Regions from separate parts of the Mus musculus genome. Here region 2 is linked to region 1. Evidence: chromatin contacts called from public promoter capture Hi-C data. All regions are on one chromosome and are shown on one strand. The core of a region is the stretch at or near the end of the contact, and the rest is flanking DNA. Distances in the headings are between cores, read along the strand shown.

Evidence for each region. Promoter capture Hi-C pulls out the DNA fragments that hold promoters and counts their contacts.
Region 2: a contact with region 1 is called in a promoter capture Hi-C map of the HPC-7 cell line. The contact joins the enhancer-like site here to the promoter of Cchcr1 in region 1. A contact is called at or near these places in 4 of 39 promoter capture datasets (the 3T3-L1 cell line, the HPC-7 cell line, cranial neural crest and 1 more), 1 of 15 datasets of contacts at CTCF or cohesin (the NIH/3T3 cell line), 3 of 115 datasets of contacts at active chromatin or transcription factors (embryonic stem cells, epiblast stem cells and memory CD8 T cells) and 2 of 9 other capture datasets (liver and pancreatic islet).

The regions. Positions count from the first base shown.
Region 1 is chr17:35,515,063-35,519,510 of GRCm38.p6, reverse strand. It overlaps Cchcr1 (coiled-coil alpha-helical rod protein 1), which reads right to left and starts at 2,258. Exons shown (of 18, transcript NM_001372297.1): 1 at 1,572-2,258; 2 at 1,228-1,294; 3 at 919-1,132. The coding sequence starts at 1,769. Tcf19 (transcription factor 19) reads left to right here and starts at 2,687. Exons shown (of 4, transcript NM_001163764.1): 1 at 2,687-2,752; 2 at 3,081-3,633. The coding sequence starts at 3,396.
Region 2 is chr17:35,737,251-35,741,698 of GRCm38.p6, reverse strand. No RefSeq gene overlaps it. Among named protein-coding and RNA genes, the nearest start is that of 4833427F10Rik, 33 kb to the left of the region's middle. Within about 2 kb of position 1,823, at least 89 of the 459 cell types and tissues checked have an H3K27ac peak or open chromatin away from gene starts, as enhancers often do. A contact at or near this core is called in the HPC-7 cell line and memory CD8 T cells, where this site is marked.

The DNA.
Region 1 (4,448 bases), core at 1,009-3,508:
AATCTCTAGACCAGGGTTGGGGCCTTGAACTCAGGGATCTGCCTACCTTTGACTCTCTAGTGCTGGGATTAAAGGCAGACCATACTAAGCTCAAAAATAAAATTCTTAGGGCTGGAGAGTTGGAGCAGAGGTTAAGAGTTCTTTAGGGGCTGGAGAGATGGCTCAGCAGGTAAGAGCTCTGACTGCTCTTCCAAAGGTCCTGAGTTCAATTCCTAGCAACCACACGGTGTCTCACAACCATCTGTAATAGGATCTGATACCCTCTTCCGGTGTGTATAGGAGTACAATGTACTCCTATAAATAAAACTAAATAAACCTTAAAAAAAATTTTTTTTAATAGTCTTAAAACACACATTGACACCAGGCGTGGTGGCGCACACCTTTAATCCCAGTACTCGGGAGGCAGAGGCAGGCAGATTTCTGAGTTCGAGACCAGCCTGGTCTACAGAGCGAGTTCCAGGACAGCCAGGGTTATACAGAGACACCATGTCTTGAAAAAACAAACAAACAAAAAACCAACAAAAAACAAAAAAAAAAAAACAAATAAAACCACATTCACAGAGCATAGCCAGCTCCAGTTGCACATTCCTGTAAAGGCCTGCTTAACTACTCCAAAAGGAGCCAGTATGCCTCTGGAGAACTGGGTCAGCATGTCTAAGCTGCACGTCATTTTGCTTTAAAACAGCTTTTGCAGAACTTATCCCCTCCCTTAAGACATTTACATTCCTTATGTAATGAGAATTTAAGTCCAAACATCTATTCTCACTAACCCCAACGCATGTGGTCTATGCGTCGTAGGGGCCAACAATGGCCTATAGAAAAACCACACAAGTTATAGAACCAGGGGCTGAAATGAAGGCATGCGTGTATGAAGGACCATGTGTCAGTCTGAGGAAGAGGTGATTGGCAGATCCCTACCTGCCTCTCCGCCCTAGCCCCTGCCCATCTCCACAGAAATCCTGTCCCCACGTGGTCACTGTCGACCTCTGAGCATCTAGCCGTCTCTCTAAGACATCTTGGCTGGCCGGAGATTGGACCAAGGGAACGTCTGAAGCCCAGGTCGGGGCCATTCTTGGCAGAGTTGGAAGGGGCCGAGCTTGGAAGTGGGAGGGAGGAACCAGCCCAGCAAAACCTGAGGGGGTCACAAGAATAAAGACTGTCAGATTCTGAGAGAGGGGGAGAGGGAAGAGGGAGATGATCCTGGTCTCCTTGACTAGCCTCACTGACCTGACGGTGGCAACATCTTCCTGTTATATGAATCCTGTAGCTCTTGTCTCCAGTCACCTATGTTCCCCTGGACAATAGGAGAAACAAGGATACTTCAATTCAATTTTTCAGGCCACCTTCCAAAGAAAAAGCCCTATAAAAACAAAGTCATAATCCTTAAGTTACTGACAGGTCTATCGGGCTGTACGCTTCTCTTTTCCTACTTCCCTAAGGCACACGGTAACCAAACCACTTGCTTGTCCCAACTACGCTCCTGATAGAATGAACCAGGCAACAACCCTAAGGTAAATTTACTGAGACGAGGCTTCCTTCTACTTACAGGAATGTGGGTGGTGTGCCTTTACCTTCCTCCTTAAGTGTCTACGGTCCCTGCAGCTCAGGACTCTCTGGACACAGTATAAGGAGCCCACTCTCCACAGTCCTTGCCATGGAATGGTAGGGCCGTTGGGAAGCCCATCTAGGCACCATCGAGCCAGGATTTCTGAGTCATTTCCTATTAAAGAGTTAGCCCAAGGCCTGGTCCGGGAAGAATGAGGCCACATGTGGGGTTAAGCGTCTTCCCTAGGATCCCTGAGGAATCGGAGCAGCCGGGAGCCCGTTGCTGGGAAGCCAGCTTCCTGGCAACTCATCTGGGCCTCTCTGTAACGGGCCTCAGTTGCTCTCTATCCCCTCGGCTTCCATTCCCGATGCATCTCTCTTCGGAGTCCTACAGCATCTTCTTTCCCCCACTTCCATCAGAATTCAAGTTTTTGGGTTTTTTTTTTTTTCACTCAACCCCCGCGATTCCTACCCGTTTCTCTTCCTAGACCTAGTATGAGTCTTTTTCGATGGAATTATCTTGGTCGCTCCCTGTCCTGTCTCCCCCACTTCTCTCCCGCACACACCCCGGGCTAATCCCCGTCAGGACCCTGAACTCTGAGGCTGTCTTGACCTCCTCATCTATCCTTTGACCCAGCTCCTGCACCCCTCTTGCCCTGTGGATCCCCTCCGCCCCCCTTGCGCCCCCTCTCAGACTCTTCCCGCCCCCAACTGACTCTCCCCGAACGCCCCTTACCCAGCGCGAGATCCGCCCTCTTGCCACGCCCCTTACACCTAGCACCCAGTCTAGACGCCACACCCAGATCACGCATGCGCGGGGCGGCGGGCTGCTCTACAGCTCCATTTCTCCCTACCGGAAATAGGAAGAAGAAAGGTGCAAGCAGGCACCCTGACGCCCCAAACTTTCTCCGCGCCCTGACGGCCCCTCCTCTCCCCGGGAACCCGGGAAAACGTGCCGGCCAATCAGAAGTGGCGGAGAGCGGGAGATGAGCAACTCCCCCCTGCGCATCGGCCAATAGAGCAAATGGGTGCAACTCAGATGGCCAATCAGAAGCAGCCGGCGGGGGGGCGGGCTCGCGGGCGCGAAGTCGGACCCGGGAATTCCGAAGGAGGAGTCTGCGCAGCGCGCGCGCGCGCCTTCACCCAAGCCCCGCCTTCGGGGCGGCTTCCTTGGCTGTCAAACCTCGGCGGGAGCGCGGGACGCAGGGTACGGAATCCCTTCCTCAGTTTACCCCGCGAGCGAAAAAAAGAAAGGGTGAGATCCACTTTGTTACAGAATTAGGGACCCGTCTGCGCCGCCCTTTGCGGGTGACAGTGGATTCACTTCCCTTAGGGGAACTGATCCGAAGAGCGGGGGTGGGGGGGAAAGATGGAAGGGGTGCGCTACTTGGATTAGAAAGTTTAACCATAAATTCCCTGACTCCAGGTTACACTTAGGGAGAAGACCCGTGTCACACGCACGTTTGTGTACCAGGGCCCCTTCACCCCCTCTGCCTGTTCCCAGTTGCGGTTTAAACTAGCTTTGCCTTGCACAGATTGTCGGAGGCTCCCGGATGTTGAGCCGCCTGAGGATCCGGCTTCACTGAGGTGCCACAAGACGTCTTCCTGGTTTTGCATCGCATCAGGACTTTACTGGAATTGCTTTTTAAACCTCATCTTGACAGCCTCTGTCTTGGTGCATATCCAGGCCTCTGGCGCTCTGAATCTGCACTGCTTAAGTTGGCATTAGGCACAATACTTAGCTGTTGACATCAGAGAGAACTGAATTGAAGCCCACGGTGCATGACCCAGGAGTAGGAGAGGGAATGGACTTCTGAGGTGGGCAAAGTGGTGCAGAGGGGGCACCCCCCATGCTGCCCTGTTTCCAGCTGCTGCGTATAGGGGGCGGCAGGGGCGGTGACCTCTACACCTTCCACCCCCCGTCCAAGTCTGGCTGCACCTATCGATTGGGCTGCAGGGCCGACCTGTGTGATGTGGCCCTGCGGCCCCAGCAGGAGCCCGGCCTCATCTCTGGAGTCCATGCGGAATTGCATGCTGAACTCCAAGGGGACGACTGGAGGGTCAGCCTGGAGGATCACAGCAGCCAAGGTAAGCAATGAGCAGAAGAGCCCCAGACAGGCATGAGTAAGAGGAGCCTCTGGGACCCTGCTACCTGCCTCCCAGAGTCCTAGTCTGGTGAGCAGTCTTGGTTCCGTCTTGTCTGCTCACACTTCTGTCAGCTCCACACAGGACTAAACCTGCTTGTCTGCTTTAGCCTACACCGGACCTAAGAGGGGTGTGCAAGCTGTCATCAAATTCTACATTCTAGTATTAAGCTCAGATTTGACTGTTCCCACGTTTGCTGAAGCACCTTGTTCCTGCTAGGCATTTATGAGTGTTCTAGTGACCTAGGCATTCGGTCCCAACCCAAGACAGTCCACAAAGGCTGGGGTTTACCTCAGTATTCCATCTTCAGGTCTTAGCTTCCTAGACCAAATGCAATGTTTGGAGAAGCCTAACCTGAGGTTGTCGTGGGCATTATTAGTCCCCAACAGGCAACAGTGAGTTTATGGTCTGGGCCCTATTCTGTTAGATGTAGATGGATGCTGCCTGCAAGGGAAATGAGACACAAAGAGGCTAAGAGACAGCAAGAGGCAATCTCAGCACTCAGAGCTGAGGCAAAAGGATCCTGAGTTCTGGGGCTGTCTTAGGTAGAAAAAGAAATAAGCCTTTTATCAGAAGTGGTGTTTAAGCAAGAGCTAAGCACAGAAGCCTCCCACTGTCGTCGTTGAGAAAAATAGGCTTGTTCCTAGCCAACAAAGCTTGCATGTGAGGTTTTGAGTTTAATGCTTAATTAACCCTGTGTCCCCCTGAAAAATTGAACAGCCAGCCAGATCATGTTAATTCTGACTACAAGTCTGTTC
Region 2 (4,448 bases), core at 574-3,073, 220 kb before region 1:
AAAGTAATTAGCCCGGAACAAGGGAGACTCTCTGAGGTTTAGGCTGAAGATTGTGATGAGTCTAGCGTGGTTAGGGAGACATCAAAGAGGCCTCGGTTGCACAGCCAATGACCTGTTGCTGTGACAAAATACACTACCAAAAGCAACTTGGAGAAAAGGGTATTTTGAATCCATAGTTCCAGGCTGCAGTCCATCATAGCAGGGAAGTCACAGAGGCAGGGGCTAGAGAGAGGTAGTCAGTCACATCACATCCAGAAGCAAGATTCCCTGCCTAGGGAATGGTGTGGTCCGTAGTGGGCAGAGACACCCAGGATTCCCTGACTAGGAAATGGTGTGGCTCTTATTGAGTAGAGACAGCCCAGAATTTCCTGACTAGGGAATGGTATGGCCTATAGTGGGCAGAGACAGTCCAGGATCTCTGCCTAGGGAATGGTGTGGCCCATATTGGGCAGGTTTTCTCTCCTCATAATCAAGATCATCTCCCACAAACATGCCTACCAGGCACCCTGACCTAAGCAGTCCCTCACTTAAGCTCTCCTCCCAGGTGACTCTAGCTTGTGCCCAGTTGTCAGTTAATGCTAACCACCGCAGGATGGCCCACCACCCTTGGGAAGGTTAAGCAGGAATCTTTGCGGTTAAGGTGGGAAGGGTGCTCTCTGCCCCCTTCTGGGTGAAGCTTTAGCACAGGTGTCAATAGGAGAGAAACCTGTAAATCCAGCACACGAGGTCTTGAGGAGAGGGAAGGCTCGACCTCCTCCTGTTGGGATTTGAGAATCCAATGAATTGAATATTTTTTCCACTCTACCATCCACACACACGCAGAGTGTGTCTACAGGATGTGCATGGGCTTGGTGGCCTTTACCTGTGATCTCAGCACCTAGGAAGTAGAGGCAGACTGGTTATATGATGAGCCTGGGCTACATGAGACCCTAGACCCTTGTTTAAAAAAAAAAAAAAGGAAGAAGACCGAGGTGGGAACCTGCTTCTCAGAAATGCCACTGAATTCACTCACCCCCAGTTACTTCCTCCTGGTTGTGGTGGGTTCTTTTCTTACCCATTTCTCCTTTTGCTTTATAGAAGTGGAATTGGAGTCATGGAAAGCGTGCTGGTTAGGTTTTTTTCTTTTTCTTTTTAATCAACTTGACACAAACAGGGGTCATCTTGGAAGAGGGAACCTCAACTGAAAAAATGATTCCACCAGATTGGCCTGTGGGCAAACCCACATTGCAGTTTCCAGCCCGTAGTGGGTGATGTCACTGTGGTCAGGTGGTCTTCAGTTGTATAAGAAAGCAGGCTAGGGGCTGGAGAGATGGCTCAGCGGTTAAGAGCACTGACTGCTCTTCCAGAGGTCCTGAGCTCAATTCCCAGCAACCACATGGTGGCTCACAACCATCTGTAATGGGATTCGATGCAATCTGTGTCTGAAGACAGCAACAGAGTACTCATACGAATAAAAATAAATAAATCTTGAAGGACAGAAAGAAAGAAAGACAGAAAGAGAGAGAGAGAGAAAGAAAGCAGACTAAGCAAACCACCCCACCGGGAGCAAGTCAGGAAACTGTGTTCCTCCCTGGTCTCAGCTTCGGTTTCTGCCTCCAGGTTCCAGCCCTGACTCCTGTGAAGGACTTCAACTGTTAGATGAAATAAACCCTTCCCTCTTCAAGTTGCTTTTGGTCATGGTGTTTATTACAGAAATAAAAAATCTAGACTAAAATAGCAGACCAGTAGAGACAGGTAGACTCTTTGATCTCCCATGCTGCCTCATCCTATTCTTTCAGAGCCCTGGAGGAAAGGGCATGAAATAGTGCTGGTGTGACTTGTCCTTGATGAGCTCCTAGCGTCCCCTGGTGGCCACATATTTTGTTTTGTTTTGATACTTTGCAGCCCAAGCTTGAACCTTCGTGTTTGTTCCTCACACAGCCGGCCGGGCTCTCCCAAGCGCTGGGACAGGTTCGTGCTTCTGTATTTTGGTTTCAGGATCCACAGAACTCCATTTTGGATCTCTTCTGAAGGTTTTGCCACAGTCGTGCTGAGGCTGCGGACCTGTTTTTGTAACAGTCATCTATTTTCTGTCTGTTGTATAGGACTATCCTTCAAGCCAAGCATCGGCCGTCTTGGGGAGCTCAGCTGTTGCCTGTTGCAGAAGGATCACCCCAGCTGAGCTTGTGTTAGTACCTATAGATGGGTGGGGTCAGGAGACCCTCACCTGAGTATCCAGCGCCCTTAATTGCTCATGACCTGGGGGAGGAACTACAGTCTACACACCAGGAAAACCGGGGTCAGGGGTCCATTTTACGGCAGGCTGTGGAGAAGCCTTCATCCCTGATGGGTAAAGGTTTCCCAGGTGATGCTTATTGCGAAGGAGCACCCACACCTGTGCTCTGTGAAAGAGCACATTGGTTCACCATTGTGAACCTTGCTGGTTTGTCGTTCGGACCTTGAAGGAGGGGTAGACCTTGGAAAAAGTCAGAGCTCTGCTCTTGCCAGCCTCAGGTTGCCTCCAGCCTCTCCACAATTCCTCAGTGACTGCTGGTGGTGACTGGTGACCATTGGTTAATTCTGGTTTGGACACTCATTTAAAGCAGCTGTAGACATTTTTTTCCTGGGGTCACCCTTTTCTGTGTGTGGGGGGGCTCAGTCTCTCATCTGTTTTAGCAATGGATGTGTCGGTTTGTCTGTGTGGGGAATACACACCTTAGTGCCGGCAGTGCTAGGACTCATAAGAGGCCATGGGACCCCCTGGGGCTGGAGTTATAGGCTGTGGTGAGCAGCCGCTGTGAGTGCTAGCAACTGATCTGATTCTCTCAAAGGTCAGCATGCACTCTGAAGTGCTAAGCCATCCTCAGGTCCCTTTCTTTTGAAAAGCAGGGTCTCACGTAGCCCAGGATCTTGCTTAGATTAGCTGTTCTCAAACCTTCCTAATGCTATGACTCTGTATTACAGATCCTCATGTGATAGTGATCCTCCCAACCATAAAATTATTATCATTGCTACTTCATAACCGTAATTCTGCTACTGTTAAAATCTTAGTGTAAATATCTGGGGGTTTTGATCTTCTTAGGCAACCCCTGTGAAAGGGGTCATGGCCCTCAGGTTGAGAACCAATGGCGTAGATGACCTTAAACTCTAGATCTGCCTCTGCATGCTGGGATTACAAGCCCGTGAGTGCTGGGACTGCAGGTGTGGACTGTTGTGTCTGGTTTATAAAGTGCTAGGGTATAGAACTCCATGAGTGGTAGATACCAACTATGCTATAACCCCAGCTCCTTCTTTTATTTTTAGAGATAGGGTTTCTCTGTGTAGAACAGACTATCCTCGAACTCAGAGAACCACCTGCCTCCATCTCCAGAGCTCTGGGATTAAAGGTATGAGACACCGCTACCCAACCCCTTCTTTAATTTTGTCATAACCAATTTTGTTCATGCCAAGACCAAACCTTACTTTTCTCATTCAGGGATCCAGACAGGAGCATGGCTGATGTCTTGAACGCTTCCTGATGTGGGGAGTGCTTGATGCTGACGAGGAAAGGAAGAGATTCTAAAACAACACTTTAGGACATCCCTCTATTGCAAAGGCCAGGGCAGAGTGAATGTGCGGTCCTAATGTTCTGTGGCCCCGCCCTGCCTAGGCCAGTGCAGAGCGAATGTGCTGTTCTAACGTATTATGGCCGCCAGAGGGCAGAACTGAGTCAAGAAGAAGAGAAGAGCAGGAGATGGCCGCTCAGAAACAAAAAGCTAAAGAAACTGAGATCGCTAACGGCCGCCAGAGAAGCACATTCCAGCGCGTATTCTCAGTGCCTTGGCATTTCAGTGTGGCTTTCTGTCCATCCAAGTCCATCCCAGTACAGGGTTGAGTTTGCAACCCTTTCCTTGGTGGGTGTTATGGTGCATGCCAGTGACTCCAGAGGCTGGCAGGCCACGATTGCCTTATTGAGTTTGAGCTAATTTGTGTCCAGCAGACTCTCTCTCAAAATAAAAAGTAAGAGGGGATTGGAGAGCTGACTCGGTGATTAAGAGCATGTACTGCTCTTTCAGAGGACTCGGCTTTGGTTCCTAGCATGCTGGTATCCAGCACCTCACAATCGTCTATAACTCCAGCTCTAGGGGTCTTTGATGTCTCTGGCCTCCACAAGCACCTGCACTCACATGCATACACATACACACAGTCGCATACACATAATTAAAACAATAAAAATAGTTTAAAAGTAAAATTAATGGGGCTGGAGAGCCTGGGGTGGTAGCGTACATTCATCCTTGACCCTAGCACTTGGGAGAAAGAGACAGGGCAGCCTGGTCTATACAGCAAATTCCTGGCTAACCAAATCTGGACCCATTGCTACAAGACATTGTTAGGGGCCAACGAGGGGACAGCAAAAAAAGGCACTTGCCACCAAACTTGACAATCTGAGTTCAGTCCCCCAAAACCACGTGGTGGGAGGAGAGAATTGA